Linked DNA regions of Mus musculus: region 1 is linked to region 2. The links are chromatin contacts, called in public Hi-C maps. All regions are on one chromosome and are shown on one strand. Each heading gives the region's core, a stretch centred on a gene start, on an enhancer-like site or on the middle of the called end of the contact. The rest is flanking DNA. Distances are from core to core; before and after follow the strand shown. Region 1 has its middle 53 kb from the start of Gpc4. Region 2 holds the start of Gpc4 (glypican 4).

Region 1 (4,305 bases), core at 272-2,771, 53 kb after region 2:
GGTGGCTGAATCCTAGTCTCACTTCTATGAATCATCACTCAGGTGTTCTCAGTGCAAAGCATTCTGGGAAGTCGAAGCTTGGGCCTGGACCAGCCAGATGGCTCAGTGGGTAAAAGCATTTGCTGCATAAAGCTGACAAACTGAGTTTGATTTCAAGAACACACTGATTCCACAATATTGTCTTCTGACCTCTACAGGTATGTGCCCACACATATCACACACACTCATGCACATATGCATGCACACACATGCACACAAGCATGCACGTTAATTATAATAAAATAAATATTAAAAAGTCTTGGATCCTTCACTAAAGAAGTCCCTCATGAAGGCAATGAGTGGGACTGTGGAAGGCAAGGACCTTTGGTCAGCACATTTTCTGTGCAAAGGGCAAAGGAAGCACTTCATGTTTTAGGGTCATATCCACTAGCATTTAGAGGATAGAATCTCCTCTTTGTTCTTCACTGGGATGTAGTAAAATGTCTACAGTACACTTGGTATGGCATTTGGATGATAGTAACAAGCCAGAAGAATGTTCCATTCTTATACAGAACAAGAAGAAGTCAAGGCCCCTGCCTACTCAGTTGGATGTCCAGGAGGTACCTGAGTTAGTGACTAGGGAAGAAAAAGAGAAGTGGTGTGTGGTGTGAGATGAGTCTGAAGAGAACTGAGGGGGCCAAGACTAGGAAAAGCAACAGGGGAGCAAACCAAACTCATGAGAATTTTGACATGGGTAATTACATAAAAAATCAAAGACATAATTTTTTTAAAAAATTGTAACCATTCAAGTTTCTAAATATAATCAAGTTTCAGTTGATATTTCTTATTAATTATTGTAAACAGTTATTAAGATGTCTCCAGAGCAAAATGTTTACTCCTCATTTTAGTTTTGGGATTTTCTTGAAAAACTGCTTAATCAAACAAATTATAGTTATCTTTTTCGTTTATTTATTTTGAGGTTCATATCTGACATTGATGTGGACAAGTTTACTAGTGTAATGAGTGCAACCAAGAGCCCAGGCTGAGGCAGCTGTGTGGCAGCAGTCCCTGAGAGTTTATAGGCCTGTTCTCTTTCAAACCTGTCCTTTGGCCCATCTGTGGACTTAATTCTTAATGGACCGAGCTAGGCTTCCTCCTCCAGTTGCATTCTCCCTGGCTAGACTTCCTCAGATCCCAGCTCCTGGTGCAACTTGGGCCAACTTCGGGTCCCTTTTCTTTTCCCTGTAGGAATCCCTAGGCAATTAGCAGCAGAGACTAGAAGCAGGCTGGATGCCTCTGCTGGGTGGAGGGGGGTCACCCCAGAGCTCTCAGGGTCACTGTCTATTGGCATCAGCTTCAGAAACAATTTACAGGAATAAAGTGCTAGGGACATGGCGATTAGAGTGTTCTTTGAACCAAGATGTACAATTAACATTATCTTTGGAGGTCACATTTCTCATGTTTGCAGAAAGGATTTTTTCCCTGTGATGCTGTAGCAACATGTAGAAGTCAAGTCAAATAGTGTGTGTAAATACTGGAGGCTTTCTTGGACGTGTGCCTGATTCTTCCTTTCTGATCCTCTGTTTTCTATCACGGTGCTTTGAGGTCCCAGATGGCACCGCCTGTTTTTAGTTCTTCCTGATGCAGAGTCCCTTGGTTTTTCCACACCCAGAAACATCCAAACAGCATAGGCTCATAATTTCCCAGCAGCCCAATTTGGTGCCTATGAATTGAAGAAAGGTCTGCTGTTTCCTAGGTAGCCTCACAAACACACTTGTCATGTACCCAGCAACCCATCACAGATGAAGTCAAATTTGGGTGTCCTGGTGCACATGGAGATGACCTAGCTGTTGACGACGATGAACTTTCTTTTGTCCTTGCCAACTAACACTATTCCTGGTCTTTGGTCATAGAGAGCACACATTCATATACACGGACACACTTGTAGAAAGCATTGACTTATTTATTTTCTCATCAACTTCTTCTGACATAATTGCATAGAAACATTATGTAGCTTTGGAAATCTTTTTATGAGTCACAGAAATTAACTTTCTCATCATAAGCTCTTTATAGAAAAAAAGAAAGAAAAAAACAAGCCAAATGCCTGTTCTTTGAACTTGAGTTGCTTTTCTGTGGCTCTCAGAAACCTGAACCTGGATGTCTTTAGTCTTAGCTTTGTTCTGAGTTTGATTTTACACTGTTTAGCCTCTGAACCGAGGAGAAGCACCTTATCTCAGCCTGGACCTCTCCCATTGCAAAACCCAATTCTTTCCTCGATGTCCACATTGTCTAGGTAGACCCAAAGGGGTGCTCCAGGCATCCATAAGCCCCTGCAACAAATTGGCCACTTGGGGTTTTATAAAACCAGTAGAAACTGTGTGGTGCCTCGTTTCTGTGATTTCAGAACTCAGGTGGCTGAGGATCAGCAGTTCAAGGTCGGCTTTGGCTACACAGTGAAACCTGGACTCAAAAACAAAACAAAACAAAGCCAAAACAGAGATCCTGGCTAGAGAGGAGGCTATGATGTTTTCTAACATTCTAAAAATAAGATTAGGCCCAGAACAAGTAAAACAGCCTTAAACTGAAGATACATGTAAGGAAGCCCAGCCAAGTTTTAGTTTTCCTGCAATGGCTGCTTCTAGTATCTAATATAATACTATTACAAATAAATATTTTTAAGGCAGGAGGAGTCTAGTGTAGGTGGTAGATATGCATGTGTATGAGCATGTGTGTGTGTGTGTGTGTGTGTGTGTGTGTGAAAGAGAGAGAGAGAGAGAGAGAGAGAGAACATGAGGAGGCTAGAAGAGCATTCTGGATTTCTGGAAGCTGAGTTACTGGTGAATGTGAGTGTCTGATATGAGTGTTGGGAACCAAACCCAGGGCCTCTGCTAGAGCAGTGTATATACTCTTAAGCACTGAGCCATCTTTCTTTCCAGTCCTTTAGTTGTATTTTCAAAAAAAAACTAAATTGCAGATGCATTCAGCTACTTTTTTGAGGTGTTTTCTCTTCACATAAGTCCTATGCATGTACCGAATCTGTCAATTAGGCAAACCATTATCAAATGAATATTTTGTGATCATGTTTAGCTTGAAAAGTAACTAGAAGTAAGGAATAGTCTTGTGAGTATTTGTCATCATTTTTAATAATCTTCACCTCTTTGGAACAATGGTCAAGAGTTGTCTTAACAGGCTTGAATTTGATTTTTATTTTCAATAACAATAAAAAGAGGTCTGTTACCAAACTCAGGCTATAGACAACTGTTAATCAGGGGATATGAAACTTCATGCTACATTGAGTTGGGATGCTAAGATATAGTGATGAAGAGGCAAGACACAGGACAATGTGTGTATATAAGGCACTGTCAAGAGTGAAGCCCAGCCGAGCAGTGGTGGCACATGCCTTTAAACCCAGCACTTGGGAGGCAGAGGCAGGCAAATTTCTGAGTTCAAGGTGAGCCTGGTCTACAGAGTGAGTTCCAGGACAGCCACACAGAGAAACCCTGTCTCGAAAAACCCAAAAAACAAATAAACAAACAAACAAAAAGAGAGTGAAGCCCAGTGAGCCTACCTCAGGGTCCCAACCAATCAGGGTGGGAGGCCGAGCTGTGAGACTGAAAAGGCTTGGGCATAGGAAACAATTTCCCAAATGGGAAAAGGATGAGGTGAGTGGGGAAAAAAACTAAGGCCCTCCCCTGCTGAGACCACAGTGAGGAGTAAGGCCAAGGATGCAGAGGACCTCATGTACCTCAGCAAACACAAGACACCAAGTCAGATGACCTAGAAAGCTTAGATCAAGTAGCAGGTATGTCTTGGAGTTTGCTAAACTTCCTGGCATGGCAAGGGCCATAGATAGAAGGGAGAAGAGAGCAGTGCATGTGGGTGCGAGTATCTATGTGTTGGGATATGAATGAATGTGAGCAGAGCTGGGACAGGAACAGAGAGCAACTGGTTTACTGGGAGTCCTGAGTCAAATGTAAGGCTGTACATCTCAAGAAAACAAAACAAAACAAAAAAAAACATGCAAAAGATTAAAACAACAGCATGTAAGTAATTGTACTTAACTCTAACTCTTTTTGTCCAGAGCAGTAGATGTTCTAGAACTTGAGTAATAAACATGTTATAAAATACCTCCTCCTAGCTATAGGGAATGGTGCTGGCTTATCTAATCCATTCTTAGGGCATATGACTCATAGGTTCATCCTTTTTTTGTTTTGTTTTGGAGCCTAAGTCTCATGAAGACAAGGCTGGTCTAATGCACTATGTAGTAGAGGATGACCGTGAACTTCTGATCCTCCTACCTCTATCCCTCAACTACTTGAGTGCTGG
Region 2 (3,758 bases), core at 1,079-3,578:
TATCTTTTTTGGGGGGTCCAGATAGACATTTATACAAAGATGTACCTCAGGTATCTTCAGTGCCCGTGACAATCAAAGGGAACACCCATCGTCCCTGACCATCACCTTCCCAAATTCCTTGTCCATCAGACTGATGGCTGGGGATGCTGCCATCTCTAGAGACTGCACACCACAAACCTGAAGTACCTGGGGAGGGTGATTTCATAGCCCTCGGCCAAAATGCCTCTAGACCATCTCAGAGGCACATATTGTTTGTACAGGCACATGGAAACTTGTCACTGTCCCATTAAGTGCATAGCTGCATGCCTCCCTTCAGAATGTGGGAATGACAACTGTAACCTTCACGCCAATCATCTCTGAAGCACCCAGGCTCGAGCCGTGCAGGGCACAAAGACCTCAGGTCTGACCTGCAGAGCTCCCAAGCTTCTGCGGCTGCCGGTTCAATTCTCTTTTGCTGGCAGGGCAGGAGGAAGAGGGAAAAGAAAGGGGGCTTTTCAGAGCTCTACAACCAATAAAATCATGAGTCTGGGAGGACATACTTGAGTTCCCAAAAAGACAGGCAGCTGAAGGGCAAACAGCCTTTCATCAGTAGCCTGTGAGTTACTTGACAACTGCCAAGGTGCAGTGGACGCCTGGGCTACTACCAACAATTTCTTCAGTTCTATTTCTAGATGGAGCCCGATTACACTCTGAAAGTACCCAGCCACTTCCCTCAATTACTTTTGTAGTTTATATGTAATTGATGACCACACTTAATCTCCGAGGTTATTAATAGCCTTCCAAAAGATGACCCCCAAGTCTTCTAAAGCTTTTGGAAGCGCCTGGTTAAAATTACAGTATTTCCTTTGCTGGCTGCTGGCCCCCTGCCTGCCCCACCCGGGCAACCAGTACAGCGAGGCAAAGGCGCACTCTGCACACTTCCATGAATGGTTCGGAATGGAGATTTGGCCTTCGGGGCTCGAATCTCTAACGCCTCCGTTAGGTTAAGCTGGCCAAAAGCCAGTTAGATTCGTAGCTCCTTCAGAGTCTCCAGGGTGAACAAGCTACCTGTGCCGTTTCGGCCGCCAGCCCGCAGGGCTGTGCGCAACAGTTGGCGGCTTCAAAAATCTAGTACAACAGGGAAGGAGGACTAGCCCAGGCACTGCCACCAGCGGGCCTGGAGACCTCGGGAGCAGGAGGGGAGGGCATACCTGATGCAGCCTCCCCAGCGCTCTAGGAGGACTTCCCCCAAATACCATACACAACCCCCCGCAACCCCCCCAGCGCTGAAATCCGGTGAACTTTTTCAGAGGCAAAGCCATCTTCATTTGCATAACCATCTCCAAACTGAGATTTAGGTTTCCTGTAATCAGTCCTTTCAAAGGTCTGTAATTGAAAGTGCAATTAACCCTTAAAATGAGGTGAGAAAAGAGAAAAGGAAGGGAAATACCCGTTTTATCCAACACCTTCCGGAAAGCTGGAGACTTCCCAAAAGTCGGGATTTGAAGGAGTAAGAAGAGTTCGCTTTTTAAAGGTGACTTCTAAAGCCCTTGCAGCTCCTAAAAACTAAACCGTGTCAGCGGTGGAAGAGAGGCGGCGGGGAGAGGAATTTTAGGAGACCGTCAATGAGCGGCTCATTCAAGTCTCACGTTTTGCGCCCCTAGGAATCTGCAAACTCCAGGAGGTTCCCCACCCCGCCCCCACTCGGCCTCGTCGTCACCCACACAACAAAGCGGGGAACCCAGTAAAGAATTCAACCCGGAAAAGGCGAGAGAGCCCAAGCCACGCACGTTGAGGGCCAGAGTCCCTAGTGGCTTCCCGGGAGTGAGAGGGCTGGGGTGGGGGGCAGCAGCAAAGGACCTGGGTGGCACTGAATAAACCGGCGGCGCCCCTCCACTCGCGGTGCCCGCTCAAAGCCGGGGCTGGCTCTCCTGCCTGCCCGTTTCTCCCTCTCGGCTACCTGATGCGGCGTGGGGGGGGGCGCCCCTTTTCCCGGGGTGCCCACCGCTCGGTAATGGGGAGAGTGCAGGATTCCCACCTACCGTTGATCTCATAGAGGGGGGCATCATTCTTGTTGAAGCCTTTGGACACGTAGAGACGTCGCACTTCCGAGCAACTTTTCGACTTGAGCTCCGCAGCCAGCAGCGAGGCGCTGAGCGCGGCCAGGGTGCAGAGGAGCGCGAGCAAGCCTAAGCGTGCCATGGTGCGGACCCTGACGGACGCGCTCCCACCTTTAGGGGACAGAATGAGACCCGATGGAAAGCAGCGCTGCGGAGCGGGCGGAGAGGCGCGGAGTGAACACTCACGAGCGGAGCGAGAACCGGGGAGTTGAAGTTGGTAGTGAAGGAGGAGGAGGAGGAGGAGGAGGAGGGCAGGAGGAGGAGACGCGGGCGAAAAGTGGAGCTGGGCCTCGAGTCAGGCAACGGTCCCCGGTGCCAGGCGCCCAGCCGGGGTGCGGTACGAGGAAAAAGGCGTGGAATGGGCGCGGGACCCAAGGGACTAGGGAGAGGATCCGTGACCTCGGGACTCCGAAGGCTAGAGAACCCGGGCCAGCTAGCCAGGGGCGGAGGGGCTCAGGGAAGGAAGGGAAGGTGGCAGGCGTCGCAGAAGAGCAGAGTGTGGGCGGCGTCGGCGGGCGATCGCTGGCGCGGGGCTTCAGCCACCCGGCGCTGCTCCGCTCACCCAGCCCGGCTCAGCTCACTGCCCTCGGCCGCACGGCTGTGCCCTTCTCAGCTCTGCCGCTGATTGACTGGCCCGGCTCGCACAGCGAGGCTCCGCAAACTTGGCCAAGCGGGGCGGCCCTAAGGGAGGGAGGGGGCGGGCATGAGGGGGGGGGCGAGCCCGAGACAGGCGGGAGCACGCAGGGCCGGGCCGGGAGAAAACCTGGAAGCTGGGTTGGATCTGGAGCGGGCCAAATCCACTTCCTAGGGGGCCCGCACGGGGCGCGCGGCGCTCCCTCTTGCGACACGCCCTGCTGGGCTCCTCCCTCCTGCCCTCCTCTTCAGAGGCGGGGAACCTGCCCCCCGCCCCCCCCCCCAGCAAGAGAGGAAAGGGCAGTTTCTTCCCGCTTAAGGGGCCAAGTCTCAAGAGATCCTGGTGATCTGGATCTTGGGGCCTTGAGCCCCTGTCTGAGCCACAAGCCTTTCTCCACAGCCACTTGACAGGCTATCCCCATGGGCCTGAGCAGCACTTAGCCCTCCAGCCCCAATACCAGCCTCGCTGCTTCTACCCAGCATCCAGGGCCACTTCTAACCAACACCTGGGCAAGGAAGGCACACTCACATACTGGCATTGCTTTGATCCAAACAACGCGGGGTGGGGGCCGGGGGACCTGGAACTCACAGCTGGGCTGAGAGGCTCACCTAGCCCCCCTTGACCCATCACAGTGTTCCCCCAAGAGCACAAGCTAGCCCCTAACTCTAGCAATCATCTTCTCACCTGCTTCATCCCCACACACTGTTCAACGCACGCTCACACCCTAAGTTCTGCAATAAATATACACAAACTCTGAAACTGACCAGAAAACAATCACTGAACCTCAAGGAGATGGAGCTAAATCAAGGTTGCTCAGAAAAACTTTTGGCCCCACACTGCCCTGTGTAGGGTATAGGAATTGACACCCCACAGAAAGAAAGAAACGCTAAGAATTAGCACTCACCTAAGGTCAATGTGTCCAAAGTCCCAAGACTCTTGAATGAAAAGACTCTAGTGGTGGCAGGGAATGACAGCCCAGTATTTCCAATTCTTCCCGTTCTACATTTAGTCACAAGAAAAACTGG

What was found. A called contact is a pair of places that touch in the nucleus more often than the background predicts.
Region 1: a Hi-C map of liver shows a contact between it and region 2, with 2.9 times the contacts expected there. The contact joins the enhancer-like site here to the promoter of Gpc4 in region 2. A contact is called at or near these places in 3 of 39 promoter capture datasets (the 3T3-L1 cell line, liver and pre-B cells), 8 of 484 Hi-C or Micro-C datasets (the HL-1 cell line, Sertoli cells, embryonic stem cells and 2 more) and 5 of 115 datasets of contacts at active chromatin or transcription factors (embryonic fibroblasts and embryonic stem cells).

What each region holds. Positions count from the first base shown.
Region 1 is chrX:52,216,095-52,220,399 of GRCm38.p6, forward strand. No RefSeq gene overlaps it. Among named protein-coding and RNA genes, the nearest start is that of Gpc4, 53 kb to the left of the region's middle. Within about 2 kb of position 1,522, at least 6 of the 459 cell types and tissues checked have an H3K27ac peak or open chromatin away from gene starts, as enhancers often do. A contact at or near this core is called in liver, where this site is marked.
Region 2 is chrX:52,162,595-52,166,352 of GRCm38.p6, forward strand. Gpc4 (glypican 4) reads right to left here and starts at 2,329. Exons shown (of 9, transcript NM_008150.2): 1 at 2,022-2,329. The coding sequence starts at 2,181.